4 separate regions of the Rattus norvegicus genome follow, and all the other regions are linked to region 2. The links are chromatin contacts, called in public Hi-C maps. All regions are on one chromosome and are shown on one strand. Each heading gives the region's core, a stretch centred on a gene start, on an enhancer-like site or on the middle of the called end of the contact. The rest is flanking DNA. Distances are from core to core; before and after follow the strand shown.

The links. A called contact is a pair of places that touch in the nucleus more often than the background predicts.
Region 1: a Hi-C map of prefrontal cortex shows a contact between it and region 2, with 3 times the contacts expected there. The contact joins two enhancer-like sites. A contact is called at or near these places in 3 of 12 Hi-C or Micro-C datasets (liver, prefrontal cortex and psoas muscle) and 1 of 1 datasets of contacts at active chromatin or transcription factors (oligodendrocytes).
Region 3: a Hi-C map of liver shows a contact between it and region 2, with 6 times the contacts expected there. The contact joins two enhancer-like sites. A contact is called at or near these places in 12 of 12 Hi-C or Micro-C datasets (the A7r5 cell line, the Rat2 cell line, Schwann cells and 7 more) and 1 of 1 datasets of contacts at active chromatin or transcription factors (oligodendrocytes).
Region 4: a contact with region 2 is called in a Hi-C map of liver, with 6 times the contacts expected there. The contact joins two enhancer-like sites. A contact is called at or near these places in 4 of 12 Hi-C or Micro-C datasets (hepatocytes, kidney, liver and 1 more).

What each region holds. Positions count from the first base shown.
Region 1 is chr19:71,773,692-71,776,391 of GRCr8, reverse strand. No RefSeq gene overlaps it. Among named protein-coding and RNA genes, the nearest start is that of Tomm20, 57 kb to the left of the region's middle. Within about 2 kb of position 1,326, at least 63 of the 93 cell types and tissues checked have an H3K27ac peak or open chromatin away from gene starts, as enhancers often do. A contact at or near this core is called in prefrontal cortex, where this site is marked.
Region 2 is chr19:71,541,805-71,544,504 of GRCr8, reverse strand. No RefSeq gene overlaps it. Among named protein-coding and RNA genes, the nearest start is that of Irf2bp2, 81 kb to the right of the region's middle. Within about 2 kb of position 1,449, at least 88 of the 93 cell types and tissues checked have an H3K27ac peak or open chromatin away from gene starts, as enhancers often do. A contact at or near this core is called in Schwann cells, hepatocytes, kidney and 2 more, where this site is marked.
Region 3 is chr19:71,726,900-71,729,599 of GRCr8, reverse strand. It overlaps LOC102547807 (a long non-coding RNA gene), which reads right to left. Exons shown (of 6, transcript XR_010060536.1): 4 at 1,798-2,700; 5 at 1,262-1,470; 6 at 1-631. Among named protein-coding and RNA genes, the nearest start is that of Tomm20, 100 kb to the left of the region's middle. Within about 2 kb of position 1,264, at least 82 of the 93 cell types and tissues checked have an H3K27ac peak or open chromatin away from gene starts, as enhancers often do. A contact at or near this core is called in Schwann cells, hepatocytes, kidney and 2 more, where this site is marked.
Region 4 is chr19:71,693,944-71,696,643 of GRCr8, reverse strand. No RefSeq gene overlaps it. Among named protein-coding and RNA genes, the nearest start is that of Tomm20, 140 kb to the left of the region's middle. Within about 2 kb of position 1,428, at least 31 of the 93 cell types and tissues checked have an H3K27ac peak or open chromatin away from gene starts, as enhancers often do. A contact at or near this core is called in hepatocytes and liver, where this site is marked.

The sequences.
Region 1 (2,700 bases), core at 77-2,576, 230 kb before region 2:
TCACACACATGCACACTCACATACACATTCCCTTACTCACTCTCACACTCACACACAGTCACACACATACATACACTCATATGCACACTAATACACATGTACACGTACACTCACAGGGAGTCACACAATACACACACTTACATATACACTCCCTCACATACTCTTACACACGCACACACATGCGCACACACATTCCAAGTTCAAAGCAGATGGAGGGGCTCTATTGTCTGATGACCCAGGGGCAGGCCACATTAGCGTATTGCCACCATCTTCTCTGTCTGTCCCTCCTTGTTGACATTTTCCTGGGAGTCGAGAGGCTTGGGGTTCCCCTGGGTTAGGCTACCCATACCTGGCCCTCCTCATACATTCCAGGAGACAGGGAACTTGCATTTCAGATGGGTTTCCTAGAGCCCTGAACATATCCCAACATGACCTCTCACATTACCTTCAGGAGAGCAGGCAAGGATAGAGTGCCCAGGTTTGGCCATGATCTCTGTCTCTGAGGCCTCCCCGGGTGTCTACTGCACTGCACCCCCAACTCTGTGATTCTGAGGTCTCAGTTCTGATGTGAGGCAATACTTAGCTCTCCTTACTTTCTGTTTTTAGTCCATGAGTTTTGGCTCCATGAGTTGACTAAGCTGATGAGAGCTCATTCTGCACACAGTCCAGCCTGGCCTTGAACTTATGATCTTCTTGCCTCAGCCTCCCAAGTAATTGGATGATAGGCCTGTGCTACCTGTCCTGCCTCCCCTTGGTTTTGATGTTGGGTGGTGCTTTTTACTTTTTATTTTTCTGCTCAGCATTCCCGGCTCCGGTGATAACAGGGCTTGTGAATTATGACCCAGGCAGCAAATGTTTCTAATCTCCCATGAAACAAAGCCAATGTGTTTTCTGTCCCTGGGGCCTCAGCCAGGAAGGAGCTACAGCTGTCTTGATATGGTGAACTCCGCTGACGTCAATGCAAGCCACGCCAGGCCAAGGGCTCCACTCAGGAAGCTTGTAAGTGATACTGAAAACAAATTTGCATTTTTCCCCCTTCTCGGGGAACTGGGCTGCTCTCTGCTCCACCGAGAAGCTGAACTGTTTTCACTGGGTTCTGTGCAGCCAGCAGGCTGAACAACCCCAGTCCCAAGCTTTTGGAAGGCTACCCCTGCTTTTCTTCTTTATTTTCCTTTTAAGATTCAGCCAGCCAAGTCCGAGTTCCCTTGCTTGAGGCTGAAAAAACCCTGGCAAGCTCACACTTTTCTGCAGCTCTTAGGAAACAGTCTGGGCCAGTGGTCACTTTCAATGGAAAACAGTCCCAATTCGGAATTTCAGGGTCTGGGCCAAGATGTTAGTCAAAACTCTAAATTCTGACGTCTCATTCCCATCCCCGTTCCAGCTGAGCCTGCTTAGGCCTGCATGGGAAAGAGGCAAGGCTGGTTGTCCCCCACCCCTTTCCTGTCTGGCTCTGGTACCCACTTCCCTGCTTAGAAGGTTGGAGGTAGACAAGGGGCCACAGGCCAGGGCAGTCCGATGGGGTTGGGGAGTGGTAGTGGGGGGGGTTTGAAGGGGGTGGCACTTTTTTTTTGAGTATGGTTGAAGTCGATACCTGCCCCTGGCCCTTCTCTAACCCCCTTCTGTGTGGCCGCTTGAGACTTTTTCTACCTCTAGCTTCTTCCTGTGCTGGGAATGGAGCCCAGGCCCTCGGCCAGGCAAGGGCTCTGCCACTGTCCGGTATTCCCAGCCTCTCTTTCCCTTTTTGAAACAAGGTCTCACTGGGCCGTCCTTGAATGCCCTCTGCAGCCCAAGAATGCCTGTACTCATTTGCCTCCTGCCTCAGCCTCCCAAGGAGCGGAGTGCGCGTGAGGACTGGGTCTCTAGACTTGGCTTTACCTGTAGCTCTTCCCTGTGGGGTTTCTCCCTTTTCTGGTAGCTCCACGGCTCAGGTACTCAGTGGCCCAAACTAGCTCTCTCTTGACCTGGACCCGGACTAGACTGGTTCTGACAAGTACTGGGTCAGAAATTGGCCCAAGCTAACACTCACTCCTGGTTCTGACCTGCAAGCTCACAGTGGTCAGCTTAGGTATAATGTCCTCTTAGCTGCTGTAACAAAAGATCCAAGCTCGATGCCTTCAGACCACAGTTTCATTCTCTCGTGGGTCTGGAGGGCAGAAGTCTGACAGCACTTTCATTTGGCTGTGTCCACAGATCTGCATTCCCTCCAAGGATCCGGAGAAGGATCCACTTTTGATCCCTTGCAGCTGGGGGGGGGGCGGGGCGTGTTGTCTGCCATCGCTTGGCTTGGGGCCTCGGCACCTCAACACATGTGTGTTAGCATTCGGATGTAAACTGCTCCCCCTTAGGATCGTGCGTTTGAACACTTGGTTACCTGCAGATGGCGCTGTTTGGGAGGTGTGCAGACTTCAGAAGGAGGAGGAAGTGGCTTGGAGGGGGTGGGGAGTGGTTGTGGACTTTGAGTCTCATGAGCTGCCCCCTTCTGGTTTACACATGACGTGTCTCCGTCTGCCCAGACTCCCATGCTTAGTCAGCAGAGATGTGCTTGCTCGAAGCTCGGGAGGCTGGGAGGCTGAGGTCAACATGTCTGCAAGTTTCCTTTCTCCAGAGGCCTCGGGCTGTGGTGCTTTCTGACTGTCCAACTCGCGCTTGTGTCGACACTGTGGCAAGCCACCTCTGCCTCCTGCTTTCCTTCCCTTCCGT
Region 2 (2,700 bases), core at 200-2,699:
CTTTCTCAGAAGCACAGACACAGGGCCAGCCAGTGGAAAGATTGACAGTTTTCCCCGTTCGGTATTACATATTCCACCTCAGGAAGAGAAGGAGAAAAAAGAAACAAGGCCTGGAGGCCAGCCCCACTCCCTCCACAAGGTGCATAGTGAGGCCTGTCTGTCCCCAGTGACAGCAGCGGCGGCAGCAGCAGCCGGCCACAGCTCACAGTGAGGTGTCTTCCTCCTTCCTGCAGGCCCCACTGGGTAGGTTAACTGCCTTTCTCTCTGCTTACAGCTGCCTGCCTGCCTGTGCATCTGGATCAAGGCGTGCCTCTACTTTGGGGTGTGTGTGTGTGTGTGTGTGTGTGTGTGTGTGTGTTTAACTTTCCTTTCCACTGCCATAGTAACCGCTGCATGTTTGGCAAAGGGACGGAGGAGGGAAAAAGCAGAGCCCTGGGAGGAAAGGGCTCTGAGCACAGGGCTGGCAGCCGGCCAGGGTAGTCACGCTGCTGAGCTGAAATGAGGCCTCTGGCCGGCGGCCAAGTGACAGAGAACAAAGCTGTCAGTTCCTAATGTTGGCGGCAAAGCTTGCTTGGCACCCTTATATGGTTTCCCATAACTCCCTGCCTTGGCCACCGTCCATTCCCTTCAGGGCAGCAAACGGGGATTAGCACTGCTTCAGAGTTGTTTTTCTCCCCTGCGCTCCAACTGCTCTGGTGACATCACCCTCTGCATTCAAGTGCCAGCAGGGTGGCTTCTCACTGTCCCGCCCCCTCCACCCCAGTCTTCCATGACTCTCTCCCTGCCTGCCTCTCTCTCTCTCTCTCTCTCTCTCTCTCTCTCTCTCTCACACACACACACACACACACACACACACACACTTCCTGCAGCCTTCCTCTCCCCTCCCTCCCCTTTTTTTCCCTCTTTAAATGCAGTGTTTTAGGTCATCATCCGGGACTTTCTTTTCTTTTTTTTTTTCTTACTAAATTAAAAACACCCAGGCACTTGTGCATTTAGCTGAATCAAGCCAGACGCTGTATTTTATTTTTATAACTGAATTCCTGTGAGATAAAAATCTCATTTTCCTTAGTAGGCTGTAATCAGCCCTTGCAGAGATATGCGTTCCAACTGCCCCATCTCAAGCTTCCTTCAGCAGCTCCACGGAGAGAAGAACTTGGCTCTCGTTCAGGTTTAAAGGGGCCCCAAGGCCGGTCAAAGGCTGTCTGTTACACACTCACACATGCAGACTCACATACTCGTCCTCTGTCATGGAAATGTTACCAAGACGGCTGGACACACAGTCAGTACACACAGTCGGTACACACACACGGCGTTCCCTCCCCTTTCCAGAAGGAAAATAGGTGAGTAAAGCAGCTTCCGAAAAAGACTGGTTTCAACTAGCAAGTGCCAGGCAGTGTTATGCAACTCACAGCTAGGTTCGTGAAAGAAATGGAGGTTTGCCGACTGCACAAATGGTCCCCCCTCTCCCCGCCCCACTCTGATTCATGAACTAGTTTTCTGATTCATGAATCACTCGGGAGCCAGCAGGAGAAAAAAATGAGTCCTATTGATCTCATTTCAGTTGAAATGGACTCAGCAGGCCCATTGCTGGCTGAGGACGGCTGGCCAGGGCCAGACATTCACTCCAAGCTTCCTTCTCCGTCTGTAAGCAGGTGCCCCTATAGCACTATTAAAGGGATACGACATAATCTACCAGTACAGTGGTTGTCGGTGGAAGGCCACTGTCCTTGTTGGGAAATCTGTCAAGTTCTATTGTTGGCCTTAATTTCCTTTGAGATGGGAGAGGTCACTTGGTTTGTAGCCCAGGCTAGCCCGATCCATTTGGCACATCTCTTAAGCATCATCGTATTTCCTTGTTCCCTTGCTGGGCAATCTGTCGATGTCTGTTTGTTGGTCTTAATTTCTTTCCTTTGAGATGGGAGATGGGCATTTGGGTTGTAGCCCAGGCTAGCCCCATCCATTTGGCACACCTTTCGAGCATCGTCTTACTTTCATGTCTTTTCTGAATTCTGGTGAAGTTTATTGTCACTCTTGTGCCGGGGATGGTACAGGGCTTTGTGCCCTCTCGGAAGCATTCCATCCCAGAGCTATATCCTCAGCAGACTCCTTACTTTTTATTTGGAGAAAGAGTCTCATTGGGCTGTCTAGACAGGCTTTCACCTCATTCTGTTTCCCCGGCTGGCTTTGGAAACGTGCAATTCTGCTTCCTCGGCGTAGCTGGGATAACAAGCCTGGAGACTTCTGAAGTAGACAGTCCTGTCCTGAACCAACAAACAAATGACTGCTTCCCACCCCCTCCCCTTGCAGCCTCTTCAGCTCAGAAGGATTCTATATAATGTTCTGTCTTATGTAAGGGCAGGTTGGCCATGGCTGGCTGGTCGACTCTATGAATGGGGTTGGGGGGTTGGGGGTGCTGGGGAGGGGAGAGAGACTGAGACTGCATAAAGCCCGTCTAAAAAGAAATGGAGGTCTTTTCTTTGGTAGTCCAAGAAACAGAAGTGAGCCTGAGGCCAGAGGCAGATGGGAAGAAACCCTCCCCCATCCTCTCCTCCATCCCTGAGCTGCTGCTTGATGCATTCCTTGTGATAAGTGCCTCTCAGTCCAGCTGGCAGGATCCTGACCAGCACCTTCATTGGCTGGTCTCCCCACCTACCTCTACTCCAGTCTTCGGGAAGTTAAGACAGCTGGCTGAGCTAGGCA
Region 3 (2,700 bases), core at 15-2,514, 190 kb before region 2:
CCTGTTCTGAGACCTCCTGATACCCTTGCTCTCCAGAACAGAGGATGGAGGGGCCAGCAGGATATCCAGGTTTGTCCTTTGCTTGTCCCCGCCCCCACCTGGAACCTCATCTGGGCCTGATAGGACAAACCCTTGTGGTCAAGGCCTTATCCCATACACCTGTCCCTTTAAAACCTACTTATTTTTAAAAGAAACATTGAAGCATTTTTTTTTAGTATATAAAATAATGGATTTCATGGTGACATTTTCATACATACATTTTATATTTGTTCCCTATTGCCCTCCCCTGTCCTTCCCCTGCCCCTCAGTCATTGTCCCTCTCCCTCCCTCCCTCTAAATAAGGCCTCCTGCTTTCCTGCCATTTATATATGGGAATATAGCTAAATCTAGTTCCATATATGAGAGAAGACATGACACTTTATCTTTCTCCCTTCGCTCCCCTCCCCCACCCCTCTCCCCCACATCCCCTTCCCCACCCCATTTCTCCCTCCTCTTCCCAACTTCTCTCCCCCAGCTCCTTTAAGTTCTCCTTTCCCATACCAACCCACTTCATATTATATATGTATTCTGTCTTCCAAGAGTCACGTCATATTCACGTACATAATGCATATGTAATCCAACTGTAAAAAAGCTGCATGCAAGGAAAAAAAAAAAAGAGTCCTTTTACTCCAGAGACAAGTGGCCTTGCTGAGATTAGCCACCCAGGAAGTGACTCCCTCTAATACCTACAGCATGCTCTGTGGAAGCAATCAGGCACCATGCACATGTGTACATGCATGTGTGTGTGTGTAAACTTTCATATATACATATATGTGTGTGCATGTGCACATGCACCTGTGTGTGTACACATGCATTATGTGTGTGCATGTGCATATGTACATGCACCTGTGTGTGCACACATGTATTATATATGTGCATGGGTATATGTACATGAACCTGTGCGTGCACACATGCATTATATGTGTGCATGGGTACATGCAAGTGCAATTTAAGTGGAAACAGCAGCACTTCTGGTCTGGCTCTAAAGTGCTTGGCTAGCCTTGCAATCCTCTTTTCACCAGCTCTGTTCTGACAGGAGGGCAGCTGTTACTGTTCGATGTGTGGAGAATACATCTCCGTGGAAGAGACAGGGGGAGCCAGGACACCAGGCTGAGTGGCCTCAGAGCAGGACGCATGCTCTCCAAGATTCTATTTCAGGATTGTCTGAGACCAGTGAGTGTTCTTGCCACAGAGGAATGCTCCCTTGGAGGCGATGGCTAACCTGGCCAGGCAGGGCAGGAATGTACGGCCTGTGGTGGTGACGCCTCCTCCCAGCAATGTGTCCTGCTTCCTGCTTTGAGTCACATGAGCTTTTTTTTTTGTCTGCCTCCCACTACAGCCTGCATTTTGCCCTTCCGTGTTGTCAGTGTGGGGGAATCTTCTGAGTCTGGAAGCCGTGTTGTAAAACTCAGAGCTGTTTTCAGCGTGCCTCTGTGACGTAAAGATGTTGGGAGGAGGGAAGGGACACAGGAAGGGAAAGGAGAGAGGAAGGAGGGCAAAAGGACAAAGGGAGAGAAACATCTTGCTGACGTTAAAGAAGACCGCATTTTACAGGGTAACATTACTGATTCCTCCACCATCCACCCCTTCTAATTTACTAGAAACCGAGCAGCCTGTTTGGAAACCCATAGCTTGCTGCCCCACCCCACCCCCTGCCAGCCCCCGTCCCCGCCCCCGCCCCCACCCCACCAACTCCTCCCTCCCTCACATTCTCCTTTGACCAAAGGAGCCGTTAATTGTTGAGAGTTTGAAAGCTACCTGATTCCTTGATACAGAGGGGGATTTCCATGAGTCATAATTCAGTCCCTGCTTGTGAGGGCACTGTAGCTAAAGTAAATCGATCCAGCTGATGAAAAAGGGCCCCTGGGGACAGAGAGGTCAGCTCTGCAGCTGGGGCAGCTGCTGGGGTTGTCACATGACTGGCTGTGCTTGCTCAGGCTTGCCCCCCACCCTCACCCCGTGCCCTCATGATCTCCCTGCACCCTTGCGATCTCTTCTTTGCCTCTAGAAGGCCCAGTTTGCAGCCTGGCTGGCTTCTGTGAGGGGAAGGTGATTTTCCAGGAGGTTGCCAGCCTCCTCCACTTGAAATGAGGGATTAGTACTGGTGAGATGGCTCAGCTGGTAACACGGTGGCCACACAAGCACGAAGACCCCAGAACCCACATAAAAAACTGTGTGTGGGACTTGCAATCCTAGTGTTGGGGAAATAGAAACAGGCTGCTCTCCGGGTTGGGCTGGCTGGTCAGCCTGGCTTAATTGGTGAGTCAGAGCCAGTGAGAGACCCTGTCTCAAAATCCAGGATGAATAGCTCTGGAAGAATGATAGCCAGGGTTGACCTTTGACCTCCCCAGGCCCGGACACACATATGTCAGTCTGACACACACACATACATGTACAGATCTAAAACAGCATACTGAAAATGGCTCCCTCCTGGAAGTCCTCTTTGCTGCCCCGGCAGGTTCTATGGTGTTTTGTTGAAGCCTCTCTCCCTGAGAGGTTCTGCTATCTGGACATACAGTTCCTGTTCACCAATACGATCTGGCAATAGTAACTTGCAACCTGAAGTTCCAGAAACAGCCGGTTCCATCACCGAGATGGTAGAGTTCAAGCTGCCGGCTGGCCAAGGCCGCAAGAGTTAATTTTTATCCCAGTGGAAAAAAA
Region 4 (2,700 bases), core at 179-2,678, 150 kb before region 2:
GTCCCAACCCTAGTGACAGTGGATTCAGGAACTCGGGGAGATGACGACATTTGTTCAGAGGTTGAAGTCCTCTGAGCCAGGTCACTTCTCCTGGCTTGACAGCCTGTCACAGCCTAATAATAGCAATGGGACACTTTGGGACTTCATAGTGGCTCTGTTTAGCTCTCACACTGGTGCGTGCTGACATGACATGGAGGACAAATGACAAGGATCGGCCAGGATGCTCCCGGTGAGCATCTGCCAGCGACTGCATGTACAGTCAACAAAGCTTTCGGCTTAATCTTCACTACAGCCCGAAGAGACGATGTTTTGGTTAGACCTTGGGCCAGAGGGAAAGTGGATGTCTGTGTGTGTTGATGAAGTTTAATGGTGCAGCAGAGTCTGCTGGAATCCTTGATGCTTGCTGTCTTAGAGATTAGTTCAGTGTCCACGGGACTGGGAATAAGGCTGAATGTAGACGTCACGGACCCATCCTGACCTCGGTGGGTGCAGAGGTGACATATGTGTGTACCCCAGTAGCAGAGGGGAGTCACTGAACTGCCACAAATAAATCTTGTCTCTAGGGGCTAAAGGGGACAGCTTCAGAATACCCCCTATGACTCCTGCCTTGTCTCTTTGATCTGCCATCTTGGGAGTGACGGTGTGTCAACCGGGCCCCTGAGATGTAATGGGGCTCACACAAATCCATGGGCCAATGTCTCCTACATGAGCTGCTCAGGGGGACTATTTCTGAATAAATCATGAAGTGAGGAGTGGTCAGAGATATCTCCCGGGACTCCAGTAGCTCTGGACACACTGGAGAGGACTCTGGCCCTTTGTGAGCAGTACATGCACGGTCAGTGACAGAAAGGAGGTAGACCTCTGAGCAGCTAAGGTGGAGAGGACCAAGAAATCATCCCACAGCAGAACAGGGGGGCCTGGGTCTGTCCCTAGTGTGAGGAGACAAAAGAAAGGGTTCCTGTTCCCCCAGGCAGGAGCAGTTGGGGATCAAGTAGGGAGTATAGAAGGCACCCAGTAGGAAAGGCCCTGGAGCTCACTTGGCCATAACGTCATGGTAGAGAGCCACCAGCCCACAGTGAGGCATCTGTCATCTGCCAACATGAGGGTGTTGGTGACGGAACTCCGCCATCTGCCTTTTCACTTGAGATCCCAGGTAAATATATCTTGGGACAGGTAGAATGTGAGGAAAGAGACGCCGAGCTGTTAAGTCATAGGCGTGGGGCTGCCCACACAGAAAAGCAGGGAGTCTGATGGTCTGGCAGGCCTGAAGGCTGCTGGAAACGGAGGGTGGGAACCGGGGTAGCCAGGCAGGAAATGCCTTCGTCTCTCAGGTTTCTTGAGAAGGAAAGTCGGGCTGTTCTGAAGGGGAACTTAGAGACCAGGGACCGGATGTGAGTGGGGACCAGGAGGAGGGAGGAACAATGGCCATTCTTCCACCACAAGCTGACCTTCCCCGAAACAGGAAGGGCCTGCTAGGAGGGGAGGGTCAGGCCGAGGGACAGGAAGGAAGGGGCCTGAGGAAAGCCAAAGACCTGTGTACTGTGTTTGGAATTCACAGGCCTCCCTGTCTGCAGGTCCCGAAACAGCCAGCAAAGTCGGCTCACACTATAGGGTGTGACTTTCCCAGGCTCTGCTGCCTTCACCTCTCTGTCTCTGGCCTCCTCAGGACCCTGATGTGAGGTCTTGCTAGGCTTCCCAGGGCTGGGTCTTGCATGCTGAATGAGTGCTTGTTACAGGTCCCTGACACCTACCGTCTTCACACATGGGGAGGAGTTTCCAGAAAAAATAAAGGAAGGTGGCCAAAGTAACCAAGGCACACAGCCTCCTCCTATTTCGAAAAGACGCCTATCTCCAAAACAATCGTGGCCGCCCATTAAACAGCGCTTGTTCAGGACAGAGGAAGGGCAGCATGCCGGATCACTGGGCTTTCCAAAGAAAACACTCCCAGTTGTCCGGCAGGCAACAATGAACAAAAAAACCTGAATGGCATTCACACGAGAGGGTGGGGAGCCTGGGCCAGGCCCTCAAGGTCCTTGGGCGACGGTACAGGGCTCCCAAGACAGGAGCCACATCCAGCACACATGGGTCCTCACCCATAAGGACACAATGACCAGATGCTCTTCTGGAAGCCACAAAGAGGCCTTTGCAAGGAATAGCATCAGCCAGTATTGTGCTCTTGGACTTCGAGTCTCAGACTTGAAGGTTCCTCGTGTTGTTCAAGCTTCCTAGCTTCAGGTGTATTTGTTATAGCCTTCTTAGTAGACGCTGAGAAGTTGGTCTCAAGTAGAATGGTTGCTTATTATGGGCTGGGGGAAGGAGAGGGTCGTTAACCTGGCTAGGGAGCAGTGGGTGGGAGAAATCACTTCTAATGTTTTTGTAGGATGGTAGGGCCGCTAAGGTTGAAAACAACGTATCAAGTATTTTAAGAAAGTTTAAAAAGGGAAAGGGGTTCTGGTACACAGAAATGATAAATATTTTATGTGATACATAGGCCAATTGCCCTGATGTAACTTTCATACCATGTATACAGATTTGACAACATGTTATGTTTTGTTAATATATACAGTTAGCATTGTCAATTCACTAAATATTAAAATGGGACAGGGGATGTAAATGAAGTCTTTGGGGCCACAAAAAGCCCCAAAGGTGTTGGACTCATTGCCTGTCCAGTTGATTGGCTGTTCCCTCAAGGCCACAGTG